Regions from separate parts of the Oryctolagus cuniculus genome. Here all the other regions are linked to region 1. The links are chromatin contacts, called in public Hi-C maps. All regions are on one chromosome and are shown on one strand. Each heading gives the region's core, a stretch centred on a gene start, on an enhancer-like site or on the middle of the called end of the contact. The rest is flanking DNA. Distances are from core to core; before and after follow the strand shown. Region 1 has its middle 160 kb from the start of CSNK1G3. Region 2 holds the start of ZNF608 (zinc finger protein 608). Region 3 overlaps LOC103347857 (a long non-coding RNA gene).

The links. Hi-C and Micro-C count contacts between places; a contact is called where the count stands out from the background.
Region 2: a contact with region 1 is called in a Hi-C map of skin fibroblasts, with 6 times the contacts expected there. The contact joins the promoter of ZNF608 here to the enhancer-like site in region 1. A contact is called at or near these places in 2 of 6 Hi-C or Micro-C datasets (skin fibroblasts and an unstated tissue).
Region 3: a Hi-C map of an unstated tissue shows a contact between it and region 1, with 3 times the contacts expected there. The contact joins two enhancer-like sites. A contact is called at or near these places in 2 of 6 Hi-C or Micro-C datasets (skin fibroblasts and an unstated tissue).

What each region holds. Positions count from the first base shown.
Region 1 is chr6:13,323,666-13,327,045 of mOryCun1.1, reverse strand. No RefSeq gene overlaps it. Among named protein-coding and RNA genes, the nearest start is that of CSNK1G3, 160 kb to the right of the region's middle. Within about 2 kb of position 1,730, at least 2 of the 8 cell types and tissues checked have an H3K27ac peak or open chromatin away from gene starts, as enhancers often do.
Region 2 is chr6:14,274,323-14,277,702 of mOryCun1.1, reverse strand. It overlaps ZNF608 (zinc finger protein 608), which reads left to right and starts at 1,810. Exons shown (of 10, transcript XM_070076059.1): 1 at 1,810-1,930; 2 at 2,019-2,178. The coding sequence starts at 2,137.
Region 3 is chr6:14,043,014-14,046,393 of mOryCun1.1, reverse strand. The region is part of intron 2 of LOC103347857 (a long non-coding RNA gene); the gene reads left to right. Among named protein-coding and RNA genes, the nearest start is that of ZNF608, 230 kb to the left of the region's middle. Within about 2 kb of position 1,558, at least 2 of the 8 cell types and tissues checked have an H3K27ac peak or open chromatin away from gene starts, as enhancers often do.

The DNA.
Region 1 (3,380 bases), core at 481-2,980:
GGCCACCAATGGGGGGTGAACCAATGGAAAAGGAAGACCTTTCTCTCTGTCTCTCTCTCACTGTCCACTCTGCCTGTCAAAAAAAAAAAAAAAGAAAAAAAGAAAGAAAGAAATCCTGACATTTCCAACAAAATGGATACAACTGTGCTAAGTGAAATAAGCCAGACCCATAACGACAAATATCACAGTTTCTATTATTTATCTTAATAGAGTATAAAAATTGTGTGGATATCATATCATTTGGTAAAGACTTATAAATGTTGCTTCACTGAATATACCATGTAGCAGATAATACAGTCTTCTGTAATGTTTTATTTTTGTGTGTTGGTTATGAATGTGATCAGAGGACAAAGAAACACATTTATCTATATGCTTAATGTGCATTTCTTTGTGTGTATATTGTATTTCAATAAAATATAGAAAATAAATTAATAAATCAGACCCAGTAGTCAACTGCTCCAAACCAGAAACTGTCCTTATCCTACAGAGCATACCCTTCCCATTGAACAAACTTGCCAAATCATACGATCGCTTCAGAATTTTGGGAGAGTCCCAACATGTGATGGCCGGCCCCTCAGTCACTTCAATATTTTCTCTACTTCCACCCTCCACATAAACCACCTGCACATTTCTCCCTTCTCTTTTCTGAGATCCAACACAGCTGAGGATCAAGGCAGAGTCCTCACTGGAAGCAGACTGGGTACCTGTATTCAGACCACCACACGCTGGGAGACCAAGCACATCGACACCAACTCCAGTTCCAGTGGCCAGGCTCTGAGTGGAAACCTCAAGTCCATGGCAGGCTATGCGTGTTCAGGAACAAAGCACAGCAGGGAGTGACTGGTGAGAGGGCTGTTGGGGCTATTCTGACTTGCCGTAGGCAACTGTGGGTAACCAGCTCAAGTATGCCTTCCATCGGTGATGGGGACAGCGCAGCTCTGTGGCACTCGGTATTTCAGAGCACTGGGCAAACTGAAAACAAAGCACTCCACAACAGACAAGCAGCCCCTCTCTCCTGTGCTCACTTAAGCTTTTTCTTCCCAAACTGCTGGCTGGATTTTACCAGGGCTTCACAGACAGCCAACACTGCAGCTTGGGAAAGCTGTCAGAGCTATTATTTTCCTTTTCTTTTCCACATTGATTCCATCTGAGACTGAACATATCAGCAATTATGCCTGTCAAATCAAGACTTAAACTTCCTATACAATTGTGAAAGTATCCCCTGTTGTCATCAGGCCATCTGGAGTGCGGCTGGCTTTGCGAATCCCCGCATGTACACAATCAGACCCGGGGATCATCTACAGTGCGATCACTTCAAGGTTTCTTTTCCAGGGATCCAAGCCAGGGAGCAGTCCTCATAATGAGAACTAGAGAAATGAGAACTGCGCACTGTGTTAAAAGAGATAAGGAACAGAAGTGAGCTGTGCAGCATTCAGCCGGGATGGGAAAAGCGACACAAGGCTAATCTGTGATCCAATTTGTATAATATATATTTGTTTAGATATACGTGTGTGTACATAAAAACCAGAAGACCGTAAGCTCAGCTCACAGCGCGATATGGCATGCTTTATTTTCACTTGCACATATTTTCTCAGGTTTCCATAACCGCGGATTACTTCTGTTATAAAAGCACTGTTTTACGCTAGCGTGAGAAGCGCTCAGGATGAATATGGAACATAAGTCTCTGCACAGAGACCCAGAACGCCCAAGCTCACATGTACAATTGTGTGTACGTAAACAGGCACGGGGCTCCGGAAGACAGAGCTGAGCCTGTGAAAACACAGAGCCTGCATCGCAGCCCCAGAATATTTATATACACTCACCGAGATATTTATACACACAGCCCCAGACTTCCTCTGCTGCTTGCTGGCCGTGTAGGCAGCCCTGGTGGCCTCGGCCGAGTCTGCTTTACAACACTACTGCTGAGGACCTTAACCTTGCTCTGACATATAAATTCCAGCGGCAATGAATTATAATATGGGGAATCTTCCCCAGTAACAGCTCAGAAAACAAAAAGCCACCAAACTTTTCCAAACGCCATTATTTTTTAAGAGAAATGAGGAGCCAAGGGAGAGGAGGGGGCGGCTGAAAAACAAATAAAAAACCTATTCCCTTCTTCCAAGCCGAAAGCACTAAATCGTTACTGCCTTATAAATCTCTACCAATTTGTGCTCCATGTAAATCTCCAACGGGAGTTCTCCTAGTTCCCCCTCCCTTAGAAAGTGGTTGCCAGGATGTTTATAGAATCGTTACTGGTAGGTTTTCCTCTGCAGGAAACACTCAGCTGCAGCCCCATCCTTTTGGGGATGCAAAAATGTATTTCCAGAGGCAGGAAGCTTTTTCATAGAGAGGAAAAAAAAAAAAAGACAAGTTCAAACCATAATTATATTCTCACAAAGAAATTGAGAAATGGGATTTTTTTTTTTTTTGGTAGATCAATGGCTTTATCCAAGCAACAGCTCATGAATAAATCTTTTTAAAGATCTAAAATGTGACACAAGCTCATTATTAAAAAATATTCAAATAAGTATAAAGAGTGAAGGGGGAAATGTCATACGGTATTCTGAACCAGAGCTGCATTCCCGATGCTACATCTTTTTATTTTGCTTAATTATTGGGAGAGAACGTTTTTGGTTAAAGTGAGATCTGTCAGATCACTTTTCCTGCAGATATTTTAACTGTAACCAAATAATGCAACACTAATCTGTAAGAGTTTTTCAGTAATAGATGTTTTTCCTCGGTAAATCAATGCAAAGGCTAATTGGGGTGGAAGGTGACTATCTCTCGTGGTTATAAATACATTTGCATTGCTATCAATCTTTTCCACCACTGATGTTAAACGAGGCTGAACAACCTAGAGAGGGAAAAAAAAAAAAAAAAATTGAGGTTCAATATTAGGCTGAAGTAAATGCTGCCATCAAGTGGTCACATAGAGAGTTGTCTTCAAGAACAATAAAGTTGTCAACTCCGTTACAGACATCTTTAAAACCTGGAATCAATCTTATTCATAGTTTGATGTAGATTTTTGTTCTAAACACAGGCCAAAAGAAACATATGGCATCTTTCTACAGTGCCCTTCTGCTAAAAATGTGGCCCCAGAGCATAACAAAGCAAACAAAATTACAACCAAACTCTACAAGGAAATATTTTCAGAGTCCCTTGTTACTGCATAACATGTCCACACCAATAAGTCTAACTACCACAAAGATGTATTTTGGTTGCACTGGCTTCTACTTTGTAATGTTAAGTCACTGGACTCCGTTTTCTGTTTAATTGGCATTTAATAACAGTACATATTTATGGAGTACAGTGTCCACTATGTGTGATGATGGCACAGGGTGAGTATCAGCGCCATCATTTCCCACTTCTCTGCATTTGGA
Region 2 (3,380 bases), core at 561-3,060, 950 kb before region 1:
AAGTGCCCAAGAGTGATCTGGTCCTTTGAGAAACTAGTCTTCTCAAAGAAAAAAGTTAAAAAAAAAAAAATACCACCATATGGTGCTTTGTTATCATCAATGGGCCATGCATGCATGTAAAAACCTGGGCACACCAGAACATAAAACAAACATCAAAGTTAAAATGAAGGATAAGTGGATATCAGATACCTGATTTGTCCCCTTTCATTTAATGTACAGCTTTGATTTGAATACAGATAGACTTGGGGGAGATCTAAAGACCTATAGATGGTGTTCCTCTGGTTTAAATACCCCAATAAAGGCTGGAGACTGCTGTTTGTAACAACCTGTGATGTCAAATCTAGTTCATGTAAGGAAGTGAAACAGCTAATTGGCAATTTTTTTTATGGACTAAATATATAGAAAGCTCAGAGGTGAGTCAGTAGCCATTGCTTAAGATACGAGACATAACCATCCACAAAGTCACAGCTGAACACGGGAGTCACAGGTCCTCTTCTGGCAGCACTGACGCCTTCTGTGTGTCCCTGTGAGGTAGACACCTCCACTGTCCCGTGGAAGTTACCGTCCCAGCAGTACCCGCCCCTTCAAAACCTGGGATCCTGATGCCTTTGATTAAATTCGCAGCACTTTCTGGCTTTAAGATGTCCACATTCCATCTCCCGAAGAAAAGAATGGGAAATTGCAATGAAATATTTAAAATGTGGTCTAAAGGTTTAAAATATATAAACACGTTAGCTTAGGTACCCTTGGAACAGCTATTACAGTAAAATGCTCAACTTGTTATTTCATATTAACCTCTCTTATCCTGTGACCTCACAGTCCCATTAACTCGGCTGCTGGCATTCCTCCCACCATAAATCCAGAGGAAGTTCCCTGTCTAGGGGCTGCAGTCCCGGTCTTTCCAGGACTTAACCCCCACCCCGAGATAGGGTTACAGATCTGGGGGCGAGGATAGGGCGACTGAAAAATTGCCACCTGGGTTTGTCTAAGGGGTTAATCTGCCTAGAATATTTCTCTACCACCCATCGATTTTCATTTAAAAAAAAAATAATCCTGGCCTTTGGCGTTAATTCGGTTGGCTGGGGCTTTATTTTATCTTTCAGCCTTTTTTTTTTTGGAGCCGCCTAAGACCAGGTGGAAAAGCCTTGTTCAGGGAAAATCTCTTCCCAGAGTGGCGCTGCAATGGTTGCCAGCGCTCGAGGACCAGGAGCCTGGCAACAAAAGGGTTACTGGTTCCCCCAACCACCGCCTCTACCCCCGAATCGATTTTTCTTATTTAATCAGCGAGTTAAAAAAAAAAAGGGGGGGGGGAGTTGCAGGCTGGACCCTGCGGTGGGGGAGGGTGCGAGGCCCGAGCCGCGACTCGCAGCATCCGTGTCGGGAGCCGGGGCTACAAGCCCCCGGAGCCGGGAAGGGCCGGCCCCCGGGCGCTCGCCGCTCCTCGGCTTCCCGCTGCCCGCGAGCGACCGCGTTTTGCGTCCTGCACACCCTCACCCTTGCATTTACCGGCAGCCTGGCCTCGCAGCCTGTTGGAGCTGTGTTTTAATAAATAAGTGTTTTCTGTGAATGAGGCAGTCATTTTTTTTTCTCTTCCTGCGGGAGGTTCCTCACCCCCGATCTGGTTGGAAAAGAAAGCGCTTTGTCTGCACAGCCCACCCCCCCGGCGCACCCCACCCGCGCCCAGGGTGTGCTTTATACGCGGGTGTCTCTCGGCCCCCTCCAGTAGCCCCGAGAAAGCAGCCGGCCAATCGGAGGGCCCGGTTTCATAAAAGCTGCTCTCTGATTGGCCCGATGCGAAAGGGCACTGCGAACAAAGAAAAGTCCCTTTCAGGTACAGCGGCTGGGAGCTCGCTCTGCTGCGCTCCCCCGCGTGTGCGTGCGTTGAGTTCCAGCCCAGATTTCGGTGCTGCACACCAAGCCGGTTGCGCGTGTAGGCACTGGGGGCAGGGGGAGGGAGGGGAAGATTTTTTTCGTTGTTGTTGTTGTTTTTTTAACTTTACATTTTTTTTTATAAAAAGTACACAGGACGGTCTGTGACACTCTGATGGTCCATCTTCTTTCCTAATAAATTTGTTGAAGAGATTAGAATTTCCAAAATAAAGCGGCCGCCACCACCACCACCACCACACACATTCAATGCAGTTAGAAGGAAAAGGTCAACTCGGTGCCAGACAGACCGTAAGTACGGTTGCGTGGTGTGTCTCTTCTCTCTCTCTGGCGCTTAGCGGGGACTGGAGGCAGGGGAGTGCTTGGAAGGCGGAGCTGGCCCCAGGGTCCGGCTTGCGCCTCTGCAGCAGCCCGGGCCGGGGAGCCGTGTTACCCAGCGGAGGCTGCAGCGTGAGTTGAACCTCACGCAGTTCCGCTCCTCCGGGCGCTCGGGGGGACTTGCAGCGAGCTGCCCTTGCGGGGCTGCAACCCGCAGGACGATGGAAGCCACGCAGCTCCAGGTCCCGGGCCACAGGGTCAGTCCTCTCGCCCGCCTGCGCCCTCCCTCTGCTGTCCCGGCTGGGGCAGCCCCCTCCCCAGGCCGAGCCCGGAGAAGGGGGAGGGGACCCAGCCGGGTCTCTGTCCCCCTGCCACGTCCCAGTGTCCAATAATTTAATCTCAGACCCGTGTCCCAGTGCAATGGTGATGAGGACCGTTTTTTCCACCTCTTAAAAAAAAAAAAAAAAAGCAAGCAAGCCCTCCAAATACCATTGAGAAAGGAAGAGAGGAAAAAAAAAAAAAAGGCCCCACCCAACCCAAACAAACCCACAAATAGTAACAACGGTGTGTTTATTCCCGGGCTCGGCCCGGGAGCTCGCGAGACGGTTCTTTGTTTCCTACGAGGGCGGTGGGGTGGCAGTGTGGGGGTGGGGAGCCCCTCAAACGCCCCCGAGCAGCCCCCGGCCCCGGCCGACAAATTGGAGCGAAGTTGAGGAAAGGTTTATAAGGTGTTTCTGCAAAACATCTGCTGGGCTCCCCGCGCCCCGGGCAGACCCCAGGACGCGGGGCTCGGGTGGGTGCGGGGCTCGGGTGGGTGCGGGGGAAGCCCGCAGCACGTGCGGGCCGCCCCGGCGCGGGGGCGAGCGCGGGGACAGACCGTCAGCAGCTGACTGGTTGTGTGTGTGTGTGTGTGTGTGTGTGTTTTTTTAAAGACCAGATCAGTATTTTCTTGATACCTTGTCACCATTTTCGCTCTCACGACGGCCAATGGAGCCCGCGGCGCGCACGTGACGCGGGCGGGCCCGCTCCGGTGCGGTGGTTGGCCGCCCCGCGAGCCCGCCGCCCCCGCCCGCAGCCCCGCGCTTCCCGCGGAGCCCCCCACCCCGCGCTCCCCATCCATCACCGATTCATTACTGCTTTTAGCTTTCCCGACGCCGGCTAATTAAAAAGACGAA
Region 3 (3,380 bases), core at 309-2,808, 720 kb before region 1:
TACAATCTAGAACTTTAGTCACCGTACTAAAGAAATCCTTCCCTGGGTTGAACAGAGGCAATCAATAATTAATGCTTGGATCACCTTTTTTTTTTTCTTTTTAAAGATTTATGTATTTATTTGAAAGGCAGAGTTAGAGAGAGAGAGAGAAAGATCTTCCATCTTGCTGGTGCACTCACCAAATGGCTGTACTGGCCAGAACGAGGTGGGTCCAAAGCCAGGAGCTTCTTCCAAGTCTCCCACGTGAGCTCAGCACTTGGGCCGTCTTCCACTGCTTTCCCAGGCCACAGCAGAGAGCTGGATCAGAAGTGGAGCAGCCAGGACTGCAGCCAGTGCCCATGTGGGATGCTGGTGTTGAAAACAGTGGCTTTACCTACTGCTCCACAGTGCCGGCCCCTTGAATCTGTCTTGATGGTGAGAAATAACAGCACGTGGTTGGGGGCAGGGAGGGTGGCTAATAATTCTGTGGCCATTCACTTAGGGTGCTGGAAATCAGCTATATTAAAAGAAACATGTCATTTGCCTTGTTCAGTGAGGACATTATGGGATGACCTCACTAAATCTAAGTGAAGGTCATTTTAAAAATAACTTTCTGAGGCAAGTATAATTTTTAAATGAGGTGTTGGCCGTCGTACATACTTTATTGACTCAGCGTGTTGGTAATAACGCTGATGACTAAGGCTGTGTAGTTGGTCAGCCCTGATTCTAAGAAATAATTATTGCTGGGAGAGAACAGGTTTTGATTTGTTGTCATTCCAGTTCCCTGTTGTGTAAATGTAGGTGGGGTCACTGGCCCGCAGTCTCATTGTGTTAGGGGTCTGAGTGGCAGTCAGCCAAACAGGTGAACTTGAAATCATCCTCTGTACACAAATTCGGGAGGGGACTCCTGGCCGTTGTCTCTGTTGCTCTTTGCTTAAGAAAGCCCTTCTTTCTCATCTGGCTTTGCTCATCTGGTCAGATGTACCTGCAGCTCATGGACTTCGTTCAACCTCAGGTTCAGGGCTCATGATGTCCCTTCTGAGCAGAAGCAGATCCTCCGTGACAGTTGCTTTCTGTAGGAGTCCGTTGCATGGCCAGGCGGGTAGATAAGTGAGCTGTGGTCCACGGGACCGAGTGACAACGTTGACTTGATTTAGTCTTTTGGAAATGAGCCTGCTGTTGTGGGAGAAGAGCCAGGTACCCCACCTGGGTGCCTGGCAGGGCCCGCCCAGAGCAGCGCGATCAACTGTAACGGCTGAGTTCCTCCCTGCTTGCAGAACCGCTCCTGTGACCTCTTCCCGGTCACGTGGTTCTTTGACAATGAACAACTGTGTTACAAAGCACAAGGCTCCTAAGAAAAATACAGATCCTAATAAAGCCAGGTTGTGCTATAGGGAAGACAGAATTTCTTGCTTGGTCCGTGGAAAAATCAGGAGAGGGAGGCCTGTCACATCCTCCCCGCCCCTGCGGGAGATCTGTTTTGAGAAACGGCCCTTGGCGTCGCTGGGTCGTCGACACAGGCAGATTCGGCAAAACTTGAGGGAGGTGCTCCTGCAGCTTTTGTGAGGCTAGAGCTGGGCAGACGGTCACTGCCTCCTCACATGAAGACCCGAAACACCTTCTCTGCCAAGACAGGAGGAGGCTGTGCCAGGCAGAGCCGACGGGAAGCTGCAGGTGAGTGGAGGCGGAGGCCGATTAGGAGTCCTGCCAACACATGTGTCCGAGTCCTATTTCACAGAAGAAAGAACAGGGCAACAGTGAAGATGCGGAAGGAAAGTGAGGTCAGCGTGCTTTCCCTTACCAAAAACAAAACAAAAACAAAAACAAAAACAAGCCCACCGGCTTGTTTCGGGCAGGTAACAAAGACTTCAGTGTCGGATCCGCACAGTAACTCACCCTGGAAGACAGAACAGAGTAGTCACCGATTCACTTGTGCTCTCTCCCACATGTCTCTGTGGCGTGTCATTACAGCTGAGGGGGGACTGGCTTTGATTCTGTGACGCTTGTAACCCGGGTGCCTGCCAGTTTCTGAGGGGTAGCCTTGGCCGACAGAGGCTGGAAGCCAGCAAGGCCTGCACTCCCGCCCCTGCGGCCTTGTGATCAGCTGGCATGGCTCTGAGCAGGCTCTGCTGGTCTTACAGACACGTGTCAGCACGCAGGCCTAGTGTGCAGTGCAGAGCGGCCCTCTCCTGCCCACCCCACTTGGGTACATCCACTCCCCTCTTGCATGTGAAAGGCTTACTCGGAAGCAGGCAGGAGCTTCTTCCGGTGTGCTTTCAACCTTCCCTTGTCACAAGCCACTGGGGCCTCTAAGGAGTAGCGAGGGAAGAAGCGCATTCCGGCCTCTGGGCCAGCAGAGCTGTGGGAAATTGATTTATCCGATGTTTATTTCGGAGATCTGAGTCCTTTCGTATCCCTCCTGGTCAATCCTATGTGTTAAACATCATCAGCTCTACCAATCCCAATACATTTCTAATATTCCTTTAGACGTTAAAACAGCCGCAGGAATTGATATTGTTGAGGATTAATTGATGCCCACCTATACTGCATCATCCTACTCACACGAAAATATTTCAGAATTAATCATCAGAAATGTAACGCAGGCCTACTGTGCCCCAGGCATTATCCTGGAGCCTCATGGGTAAATAACATTGCTGCTCTCAGGAAACTTATCCCTGCGTTAGTTGTGATGCAATGTAAGGCTGTATGTTGAGGAAAGCTATGAATAAGAAGAGTGGGATCAGAGGGCAGAGAAGAAGGGGTGACAGTGACTGAGACACAGGCATCAGGAAAGTCGAGCTTTGAGGGGTGCAGCTGAGCTGGGACTGGAGTGGAGAGGATCATGCACATCTGGGGGTGAGATTTGCTTTGGAAGAGAAAATAGAAAATGCAGAAGCTCCGAGGCCCAGTAGCTGGGAGTTTGTGGAGTGAAAGAAGCCACTGTGGGTACAATACAGTGAGCGGTGGGTGACGGGTGGGCTGGATTTGATAGACCTAAGAGGTTGAGTTCAGCCTTCACGTGTCCTTGGAAGCCCTGGACAACTTCAGATGACTGATGAATCAGTAAGTTAGAGCTTTTAGAAGTCCACAAGAAAGCATAGTTTCATTACAGGACTGTCCCCAAATTATATCCATCCTCTGGCAGGCTTCTATACTCATGAATTTTGGTGACACATTCAGAGCCAAATTCTCCGTTATTTATACAAACAGTGTTCCTTGTAGATGTGATACAACCGTGTTTGGTGCAGTCGTGGTTAAGGTGCCTCTTGGGACACCTGCATGCTATGCCTGGATGCATGGTTCCAGCCTTCGCTGCGATGCTTCTGATCCAGCTCCCTGCTAATGTGTACGCTGGGAGGCAGCAGGTGATGGTCAAGTACTTGGGTCTCTGTCACTTGTGT